Regions from separate parts of the Sus scrofa genome. Here region 2 is linked to region 1. The links are chromatin contacts, called in public targeted proximity ligation maps. All regions are on one chromosome and are shown on one strand. The core of a region is the stretch at or near the end of the contact, and the rest is flanking DNA. Distances in the headings are between cores, read along the strand shown. Region 1 overlaps ETV6 (transcription factor ETV6). Region 2 overlaps ETV6 (transcription factor ETV6).

Region 1 (5,674 bases), core at 1,352-3,851:
AAGGGCATAGCTCATGGGTGACGATGCTGGCGTCACACGTCACGATGCGCTTTCTAGTCTCAGAGAAGCTAGGTAAGAGGTGTATATCTATAAAATCTTAGGACTTGCCAGAGCACAGTTTAACCCTGTTTAGTGTGTCCTATGAGAAATCCAGCTTTCTCTCTGAACGGTGGACAGGACTGGCATTTTCTTAATCTTTGAAGGAATTAGCCTTAAATTTAAAATGACCATAAATCTTTAGGATCCCTTACTGTATCCTTTCCCCCCCTGATTATCTGTGTTGAAAAATGAATGGGATGTGATTTCTTGTGTTTCAGAAAAAGACCAGTGGTGGTGGTCTCCTTCAAACGATGATTGGTCCTCCTGGAGTTTGAATCCCACTCTCACAGAAGCAGGAGCTGGCCTGCCCTTTGCATAACCACCCCAGCCTGCTGCTGTGCTCTTGATCACCAGAGGGGGTGCTGAAGAGCAAAAGACAGCAGAGGGGACAAGGCACAGCATCTGCAAGTACCTTGAGAAGTCTGCCACACTACTGCAGACTGAGAATCACTGAGCTCATTTATAAGGCGCTTCTAAGAGGATGACTCTAGGCAAAGCAGTGAAGTAGGCAGTGTCTTTCGCCCTCTCTGCTGCCTCCTTGTCTTACATCGTTTTTATTACAGATGGAAAATAGAGAAGTGGGTTGCAGTTTAATTGTCCAGTTTTTTGCCTTGCCATCAAATGGCAGATACATTTTAATTTCCCGCAGTCTCTTCCAAGTGGAAACCATCTGACAAAAGCAAATCTTATCACACAAACTACCAGCCAACTAGGAGGAGCAAAGGCAGTTTGTGAATGACTTTGTGAATAACTTCTCCATGTTTCCTGACAGGGTTACAAATCATTTTTACCATCAAGATGCTCGATGACACCCCCTCCCCCTTTATTTTTCTTTTTAAGGCCACACCCTCAGCATATGGAAGTTCCCAGGCCTAGGGGTGGAATCTGCACTACAGTTGCAGCAACACGGGATCTGAGCCTTGTCTGCAACCTACACCACAGCTCATGGCAATGCTGGATTCTTAACCCACTGAGGGATGCCAGAGATTGAACCTGCATCCTCATGGATATTAGATGGGTTCGTTATTGCTGAGCCACAACGGGAACTCCTGATGACACCTTTTGGATTCATCTGGATTTGGGATGTGATTCTTGAGAGTGTGTATTCATTTTAATAGTATAATAATAAGCCTAATTATAATAAACCTATCTGGTTGTCTTCTGCAGTTGCATAGAAAGAACTCGTGGTCTATGGCCAAAGGACGATGGCCACACCACCCTGCAGGCACTGGATCTTGCCTGATCTTGGAAGCGAAGCAGGGTTGGGCCTGCTTAGTACTGGGATGGGTGACTGCAGGAAGGATTTTGCCCATGTGAAGGTAAGCAATCTATTGGCAGTCCCCTCACCTCTAGGACTTCTTGGAGCTAAAATGTCAAAGGGAATGTTCTATCCTCATCTGCATAAGGATTTTCACTTTTATTGTTTTCTGTTGCTTCTCTTTTACTGCCTCATACATTCTATTTCTCATAAAATGGCGAAATGCAAACCAGACCATTTCTCCAAGGAAGGCTTAACCAGCGCTGGCGGGACTACCCTGCTGGTTCTTTAGAGACATCAAACCGAGACCTTTGTAAACCATTGACCGAAAATGAGCTGTGTTTGGTTGGTGAAGGAAGGTCAGGGGTTTACTAGAGAACAGATTCTACGTATGAGGTGCAAGGACCTTGTATCTTGCAAACGTTTCCCTTTCATAAATGGGAAAGTAACCCCACACAAGCTGCCAGTTGATCATTTTAAATGACATCTAACCCAGCAAAGCTAACATTAGCTGAGAAATAAAAATATGTTGACATTCAAGATGTACCGCATTACTCAGTTCACGGAGGTAGCGACAGGAATTTTGTGGCATAAAGCAGTTGTTTCAAATTCAGAGCATAACTGGCTTTTATAACGCTATTGATTTTTTTTGTTTCTTTAGTTAAAAATTATGCCAGATGCTAAAAATAACTCTCTGACCATACAACTTTTTTCCTTTTTTTTTTTTAAACAATCGAAGTTCAAGCCATATGACTTATTGTTTTTAAGATGTATTTAAATAAAAGGCAGATCCTTTTAAGTTCCCTAGATCCTCTGGAGGTTGGTGCCATGGCCCACCAATAATTTCTCAGCTTTGTCAAAATCCATCATGTCTACACAGATAAAATACTCTTTGATCATCAATAAAACTGCTTAATACTAAAGAGTAACATGCACCAAACTCTCTACGCAAAAGTTTATCCCATGACAAAACATTTCAACATGCATATGAAAAAAAATTTATATCCCAAAGTCTTAATTAATTTTAGATAAATTTCTCCTAAACTAAAAGTCTTTCTCTATCAGGGAATATGGGAATTTTAAACAAATGTCCATGATGTGGACATAAGAGGAAGTTTAAGAAAGGCTTTCGCTCAAGTAAAAGGCTATTTTCCAGTTGCAGAAAGAGAGTTCTCGCTCTTTCCTGCTGGGTGAGGTACCCTGGATTTCCACAGTTAAAAGCCATTGTGAAAAATCCTTTCCTGTGGTCAGGGAGAAATATTTTCCCTCCCACGCCTGTCTCTTACCAGAGACTCACTGTACAAGCTTGTTGTGGAGAGACTGTAAAAAGATGGGCATTTCACATATAACCAACATGGTTTCTAATGGAAAAAAAAAAAACAAAAACACCATGCTAGACAAAACTGATGTTTAAAAAATCTGAGCGGGCAAGTCAAGTTATTGACAAGGGAATGTTTTATGACAGTGGTTAATTTAAATTTTGGGAAAGTGTCTAAGAAAGTAATTTTATGTTGTTTTAACTGCCCAAATGGAATTTTAAATGAAGGTCTGTAAAACCAGAGTTCTGTGGATATAATCACCAACAAGGAGAGGCCTAGTGTTCCTGTTTCATTGCTTGAAATTTATTGTGAGAAACAAATACACTGATTTTGGGTTCAGCAACAAAACAGGTAAGTAACATGAAAAACAGAAAGTTGCTTCTCTGCTTTATAGCAATGGTTCTAAAATAGAGGCAGCCTTGCTTCCTCGGGGGTCCTGAACAATGTTTGGAGACAATTTGCATTGTTACAGCTGGGGTGGGGGATGCTATGCGCATGTAGCGGGCAGAGACCAGGATGCCTTTAAAAATCTGACAATGCACAAAAGAACCACCTGTCCCCCCACCTCTGCATAAAGAATTATTTGGAGTTCCTGCTGTGGCTCAGTAGGTTAAGAACCTGACTAGCATCCATGAGGATGCAGGTTCGATCCCTGGCCTCAATCAGTGGGTTAAGGACCTTGAGCTGTGGTGTAGGTCAAAGACGTGGCTCAGATCTGGCATTGCTGTGGCTGTGGTGTAGGCTGGCAGCTACAGCTCCGATTCAACCCCTAGCCTGGGAACCTCCATATGCAAGCAGTGGAGCCCTAAAAAGGGGGAAAAAAAAAGAGAAAAATTACTTGCCCAAATCTCAAGAGCATCAAGCTTGAGAAACCCTGCTTATAGAAGCACAGGTTTTACAACATGCAGGAGGCCTATCTGCAGCTTAGTTTTTTTCTATTTTTTTGTCCTCCTCAATGCTAGATCAGCCATTATCTAGAAGCAGAAAGCTGATAAATCCAGTGCAGCCAACCCTGTGTTCATACACAGAGGTGATGGGTTTACCATGGGCAATTGCTTGTGCTTGGCTGGGGTGGAGGAAAACAGAAGCCATCTGTGCACAGCGGCGGCACGCTGGGAGAGGGAGAAGCCCAGGCGGAGGGTACCGATCCAAGCTCCCTGGCTTCACTGGGGCAGAAGGACCATGGCTGCAAACACGGCTAACCCTTTCCACCTCTGGCTTGCAGGAGGTGTGGAGCTGGGAAGGGCTGGGATCAGCACTCATGCCTTCCAGCTGAGAGCAGGCCCCAGCTGGAGCCCAGGAAGAGCCTGTTGGCTCAGATGTGGGGGCAGCCTGGGAATTTGCATCCAGGGGCTGCCGTGTGACAGAAAAGCCTGGCCTGAAACGAACCGCGATTTCCAGTTGCCTCAAGCCTCCTCTATTATTTTCCACCTAGCTACTGTGCTGGTAGTGTTTTTTGGCTTTTGTTTTGTTTGTTTTTTAAAAAGGCTGCCCAGGAGTTCCAGTTGTGGCTCAGTGGTAAGGAACCTGACTAGCATCCATGAGGACACAGGTTCAATCCCTGGCCTGGCTCAGAGGGTTAAGGATTTGGCATTGCTGTGAGCTGTGGGGGAGGTCACAGATGCATCTCGGATCTGGTGGTGGTGTGGCTGTGGCGTAGGCTGACAGTTGTAGCTCCGACTCGACCCCTAGCCTGGGAACCTCCACATGCTGTGGGTATAGCCCCCCCTCCCCTGAAAAAAAGACTGTCCTGAAACTTCTCTTTTAGGGCTCTTTGATTTCCCAGTCGTTCACAATGTAAATGAAGTGCAGTGACTTGGGCAGTGTGTGAGGTCAGGCCACCTGGGCTACCCCTGCTGGAGTGAAGGACTCTGCCCTTTCTGATGGTGTCACCCATCGCCTCCATATGTGGACAGCGGGCAAAGCTTCAGGAGGTGAGTCTCCAAGGAAATAAGGAAACTAGGGTTCTCAGAAGGGCTGCACGTGCAGCCCTGCATCCCTTGGAACAAACGCCCAGACCCAGGCCTTCTGGGTCAGTGCCCGTGCCCGCTCCAGTGGGCAGTGGTGCTGGCTGTACCTTCTGCGCTCTCCTCTCTGCAGCCCTGGAGCAGAGCAAAGAAAAATGAGCAGGGCGCCCACACTTAGACATTACCCTGCAGGTGCTGTATATTTACATGCAAAGCTCTTTGCCACAGGTCCACCTGCTGCCCCAGGCACCCTCCCGCTCCCCCCACTGGCTGTGGGTGAAAACCCCAAGCTGGGAGCTATAGGAGGGCTGGGTCTGGGGGCTACAGCGGAGAGTGTGGAAGGACAGAGCTCTGCTAGCTGCTCCTAAAGCCCCAAGCCCCTTTGGCTTATGCAGAGGGGGCCCCTATAACCCCGTCCTTTCTCTTCCCCAAACACAGCATTTACACGTGTGTGTGTGTGCGCGCGCGTGCATGAGTGCAGGGTGCACACATGCATGCACATGCCCACACCTTATTCCAAAGGCCCAGGGACGAGACTGTCCTTATCATTTTAGTGTAAGCCACGTGGGCTTCTCCTTTACGACGCCTTTTCCCCCCTCAGGCCTGTTCCGGAGGCTCATTTAGAAAAGTCCATGTGCCTCATTTGAGACACTCCCCACAGATACCACAGGGGAAGAAGCAGAGATGGCAACGACAAGAGAGAGGGGTGCTGTGGGACTCCCCGCTAAAGCCCCTGAGGATGAGCCTCCGTCTGCCAGCCCTGGAGTCTCCTCCGGCTTAGGTTCCTTCCTCTGAAGTCAGATGAGAGGCTCCCAGGCTTGCATTTCTGTGCATACAGGACTCATCCAGTCAATCAAGCCCAACCAAGAAAGTACACTGCTCTAGCCAGGTGACAGGTAAGCCACACAACTCTATCTCTTTGGTGATAGAATCTTTTTGTCTCCCTCCCTGCTTTTTTTTTTTTTTTTTCTTTTTAGGGCTGCACCTGCGGCATATGGAGGTTCCCAGACTAGGGGATGAACTGGAGTTGC
Region 2 (5,674 bases), core at 1,362-3,861, 180 kb after region 1:
CTAAACTGTGGTGGGTCTCATCTCATCAGTTGAAGCCCTTAATTGCAAACAGACTGAGGTCCTCCAGGAAGAGGGAATTCTGCCTTCATACTGCCTTCGGACTTGAGCTGCAACAGCAATGCTTCTCCTGGTCTGGCCCTAGAGATTTTGGTCTTTCCAGCCCCCACCCCTTCAAGGCCACTTCCTGAACACAAATACATATTCATAGATGCTCTCCCCAAGCCCCGCCCCCGAACTCACACACACACCCTATTGGTTCTGTCTCTCTGGAGAGCCCTTGACCCACATAGATGGCACCACTCGTGATGTTCTCTCCATCAATGATGAGGTGATACACCTCCGAGAGGTCACCTTTCTAGGAAGCCAAAGGGTGGATACTGAGGTCCTTTACGCCACACAGGCCACTCGTACAGTTGGCGTTTCATCTCAAGTTTCAGAGCAGGTTAAAATGCTCAAACTCTAACCACGTATGGCATGCTTTTGCAGCACTGTTGTCCCTTAAAACAGACTGGGTAGATGAAACAGGGAACAAAGGCAGTAAAAGGAATGCACTTCACTTTGCCTACAGCTGATAACATCCCCGTCCTCTGACTTTTGGGATTACTGAAAAGTGAGATAGTGGCGTCTGTGTTTACCAGGGCTTAAACCTCCACCTGAGGATTTAACAAAGTGCTTTGTTTTTACGAGGCTTCCTTGACGGGCTGGGAAATAATGCTGGGAAATTAACACAATCACAGAAGCCACGCTAAAATTTCAGGACTGAAAAAACACCGCAAAAGGGCTGGAGTTTGCTGGAGCCTTGACAAAACAGGAGACAGAAAGCGGGGAAAAAAAAAAAAAAAAAGGTAGAGAAAAGTGATTCAGTGATGCAAGTCCACCCTCGGGGGAGGGGAAGGTTGGGAAACATCACACAAGTCTTCCTCAAAAAATGTTGACCGAAATACTTACTGATTCAAGCATAATGCTGTTGAAGAAAACAAGGAAATGACATATAAATCATGACTTTTACTCATTTTGAGTACTTAAGAACATGCCCCTAAAAAGATCCAGAAACCATTGTTACCTTGCATGACTGATGCTTTGAAAACGCTTTCAGGAGAAATGTTTGGGAAGCAGAGGGAGCAGCACGGATCTCCCGCAGAAAACAGAGGTGTACACAAACATTCTCTTTCCTTCGAAAAAGGAATCTGGGACCAGAAACAGTATCTCTACATCCCAGGGTCAACAAGAGAGTACAACAGAGAGGGAACCAGGAGAGATGCAGAAAAAAGGAGGGGTGGTATGTTTTTTTTTTTTTTTTTTTTTCCTTTTTAGAGTTGCACCTACGGCACGTGGAAGTTCCCAGGCTAGGGGTCGAATCAGAGCTACAGCTGCCAGCCTACACCACAGTCATAGCAACACAGGATCTGAGCCTCGTCTGTGACCTACACTGCAGCTTGCAGCCATGCAGCATCATTAACCCACTGAGCAAGGCCAGAGATCCAACCTGTGTCCTCATGGATACTAGTCGGGTTCATTACCACTGAGCCACAACAGGTACTCCCTCGGGACCTGTTCAAACACCAAGTAGGAGTGGCTTTCTTGGTGTGACCTCGAGGAGGCTCAAAACCTCCTCGCCCCTAACCATCCTTCCTAAAGGCCTCTTCCTTGGGGCTCAGGAATTGAGGCCACGGGAAGGCTCCTGTTAAAGAACCAGAGCTTTTCCAGGAAGAGAAATACATTCCTCCCAAGGACCTCATGAGCCTGGATCAGCTCTTCCCACACCCAAGCCCTCAGCCTGCAGACCACAGGGCTCCAAGGCAGTGGGCATGTTTTGACCACAGCCGTATCACATCTGCAGAGCACTTCCCAGTTTACAATGTGTTTAAAAGGTGTGAGGACTTGTGATGGAACAGGACGGGAGATAATGTGAGAAAAAGAATGTACATATATGTATAACGGGGTCACTTTGCTATACAGCAGAAATTGACAAAACACTGTAAATCAACTGTAATTAAAAGAATGTTAACATCAACCCATAAATAAAAAGGGTGAAGAACGGGACCTCTGAGACCACACTATCTGGATCCAAACCCATTTCAACAACTTTCTTTGCCATTTCCCCCTGCAGGGCAAGCAGCACGATGACCGCAGCTACCGCCTGGCGCTGCTGTTGGGAGAGGATAACGTGGGCTCAACAGGTTGAGAGGCACCTCGACTGATAATCTGGCACTGGACACACATGAGAAATACAGACTGACCACAGCCCCCACCCTTGGGCGGGTGTCTTTCCTGGTGACAAGCAGAACAAGATTCCTCATGGAATGCATGGGAACACACAGGTAGGACTGCACATGCGCTGGGAAGGATGGCTCTAAGGGGACGGAGGTGCGGAGGAGAAAGTAGCTGAGTGACCAGAAAAAGCCAGAGCACCTCGAAAGGAGGTACAGGACTAAAAGGGAGAAAGGAGTACTCCTCAAAGAGACGGTTAGCTTTGTTTCTACAGAAAAGCCAGGTTTCTCTCCCACAGCCTAGACCAGAATTAGCCACACGCTTTCCCAGCCTGTGACTAACACACTGCTGATCTCTTGACCTAAGAGCACACTGCTCAATTCTGTACAGCTACCTAGGTGGCATGTGAAATGTGATGTGCTGTCTTTGTCAGGGCTTTCCAGAGAAACCAAGCCAGTGACGTGTGTAGAGACACAGGAAGAGACTTCTTCTGAGGCACTGGGTCATAGGTTCAGAGGCTGACGAGTCCAAAATCTACAAAGAGGGCTGGAGACCCAGACAGGAGCCGAGGCTAGAATTCAAGGCCAAAGGCTGGCTGCTGCATTCCTTCCTCCCAGGAGGGGAGAGGTTAGTCTTTTGTGCTCGTCAGGCCTTCAACTGATTGGAAGAGGCCCACCCCTATCCTGAAGGGCAACCTGCTCTACTCAAGTCCATGATTTCAAATGTTAATCTCATCCATAAACACCTTCACAGAAACATCCAGAATAATGTTTGGCCAATATCTCAGCCAGGTTGACACATAAAATTAACCATAATGTAAGTCCTTGTTGCCTCCAGAGGTGCCGTTTCACAGAAAATTATGAGACTGCCAATGAAAACACATGAGTTCTACGGAGATGTTTGAAAAAGTTAAAAAACAAAACAAAACAAAACACAGAGGTGGCAAAGGAATAAAACCCACCAAATTCAAGATGGTGGCTAACTCAGGTGGGAAGACAGCGAGATTCATTTTATCACTATGCTTTGTAACGCATATCTTCTTGTGTATATATCGAATATTATATAAAATAAAGGAGTTCCCTAGTGGTCTAGCAATTAAGGATCTGGAATTGTCACTGCTGTGGCTCAGGTCACTGCTGTGGCATGGATTCGATCCCTGGCCTGAGAACTTCTGCATGCCACAGCTGTGGAAAGAGCCAAAAAAATTAAAAAATAATAATAATAAGGGGAGAGACTAAGCGTCTAGGCCATGTAGTGAGACTGCCAACTCAGTCCAGCCTACTGACCACTCCTGCACAGAAATCCCCTTCTTGGCTCATTTTTATCTCCTCCGTCCAAGGGCTCGTGTTGCTAGATGACTCCTTCATGTGCTTAGCCCTTTCTTCTCAAATGGGTTTTAAGTCCCCGAAGTCCTGGGGCAGTTTCTTACATCTCTTCATTATCCCCACAGGTCTGGCTGAATGAGTAACTCAATAAACACCGAAGGCAGAACACCAAGGTGGGTGGGGGCAAGGGTAAGAAAAATAAACCAGCGGAACAGCAGAACTGCTTGGGTGGCGCTGGGCTTCAGCTGCACGGAAGGCATGAATAGCTCCGTAACCGGCTTGAGGGATCAGAAGGCGAGCAGGGGCACGTGTGGGATTTTTACGTGCCTGCAAGGAAACAATGCCCATCCCGCTTGGTGGTCTGCTACAAATAGTACCTGTGTCAGTAAGGATAACAGAGCAAGGCTTGTGGACGGCAGTGCACACCAGCGAGCGGGGACCCCTGATCAGCTGAGATGCCCAGACTGGGAGCACACTTCCCAGGCACGTGGGACACTCAGCCCCAAGTGTCCTTACGAAACATACTGTGGCACTGTGGCGCTTCTAGCCCAGTTCCCAAGCCAATGTCCAGTCTCTCTCTCTCTTTTTTTTTTTTTTTTTTTTTTTGTCTTTTTAGGGCCACACCTGTGGCACATGGAAGTTCCCAGGCTAGGAGTTGAATCGGAGCTGTGGCTGCTGGCCACAACCACAGCCACACCAGATCCAAGCCATGTCTGCAACCTACAGCACAGCTCGCAGCAACGCTGGATCCTTAACCCACCAAGCGAGGCCAGGGATTGAACCCGTGACCTCATGGATACTGTGGTTCATGACCACTGCGCCACGAGGGGAACTTCCCAATGTCCAGTCTTTCGGCCAGTTTCCTCCGAGTCCAGTCGGTACTAGGAAGGCACCAAGCCTCCCCCAGAGAGCCAGCAGCAGGTGTGCTTTACGTGTCTTCGATTCCCTAAGTCCACACACTGTTAATTTTTCCCATCAGGACTCCTCAACCCTGAACGCAGCCTGTCCCCCCTTTGTCTCATGAACCCCAGGTCTGGCTCATTCCAGTTCCGGTTAAAGAAGATCAAGGCTGTGTGTGGTGATGGGCGCTCTCTCTCCCAGTGGAGCCAAGACTAAACTCTGGAGAAGGAGTGCAGATTGGGTCTCTGCTCACCACAGAGCTGGATGGAGATGATTTCTCTACTCGCCAAACTCTAGGGGATCAGGCAGGGAGAATCATAAACACAGCTGCTGAGCGAGGACTGCAGAGACTTCAAATAGCTTATAGACAGCTCCTGCTCAAAGGTCACTTAATGGGCTATAATTTAGGAGAGAAGGCTGAGATGAAAATTCCCGTAGCCCCAATCTAGTTCAACCTCATCTGTGAAACAGGCGACTGTGGCCCCGTAAGGGGACATGTCAGGTCACTGGCAGGGTGAGAACTAGAACCGGGTCCCTCCTTACTCCACGGCCGATGCGGTTTCCACCACGATGCCCTCTAGGAGATGCAATTTTGTGCACCTGCCATGTATGGCCACGGAGTTTACGAACACAGGCACTGAATCAAAGAAAGGTCCAGATTAGACTCTATACATCTACAGGAAGGAGGCCAGAAGGCAGTCCAGGAGTGGAAAATAATTCTCTCCTCACACTCAGAGAAGGAACATCCACGGTCAGGGGTGAAGCCGAACTGCGACCATCATGCATACCCACCACCAAGACCTACGCGCTGGTTCCAACAATCGCCTCGTTTCTCCCATTTGGAAGAAAGTGCTCCTTCAAGACGGCAGGATTCCCAACACCAGCCTGCCGTTTGGAACTTGAGAGAATAAAGGGAGGGCAGGAAAGGGACTGTTGGAAATGCACAGCATACATGGAATCAAAACGCCTCTGTCCAGCTCACCCAGGGCAATATCGAGGCTTGGAGCCCAGGAGACCAGTGCTAGGGGGTGAGCTGCCCACCACGGCACCCCTGGGGAGAGAGCCAGCCCACCAGAGGGTTTCTTGATTTTGTTTCGAGAAGCCAGGAATGAGAATTTCTGCTTTTCCTCGTCCATGCATTCTTTTTTCCACTCTGGCCTCTTTTCCACTCCCGCTCTTCTTCTGGAATCTAAAACTGCACACTTTTGTTTACTTTCTGACAGTCCCTGAGGCTGGAT

What was found.
Region 2: a contact with region 1 is called in a targeted proximity ligation map of alveolar macrophages. A contact is called at or near these places in 1 of 47 Hi-C or Micro-C datasets (retroperitoneal adipose tissue) and 1 of 2 datasets of targeted methods (alveolar macrophages).

Annotation. Positions count from the first base shown.
Region 1 is chr5:60,536,025-60,541,698 of Sscrofa11.1, forward strand. The region is part of intron 5 of ETV6 (transcription factor ETV6); the gene reads right to left. Among named protein-coding and RNA genes, the nearest start is that of BCL2L14, 180 kb to the left of the region's middle.
Region 2 is chr5:60,711,105-60,716,778 of Sscrofa11.1, forward strand. All of the region lies in intron 1 of ETV6 (transcription factor ETV6), which reads right to left. Among named protein-coding and RNA genes, the nearest start is that of ETV6, 63 kb to the right of the region's middle.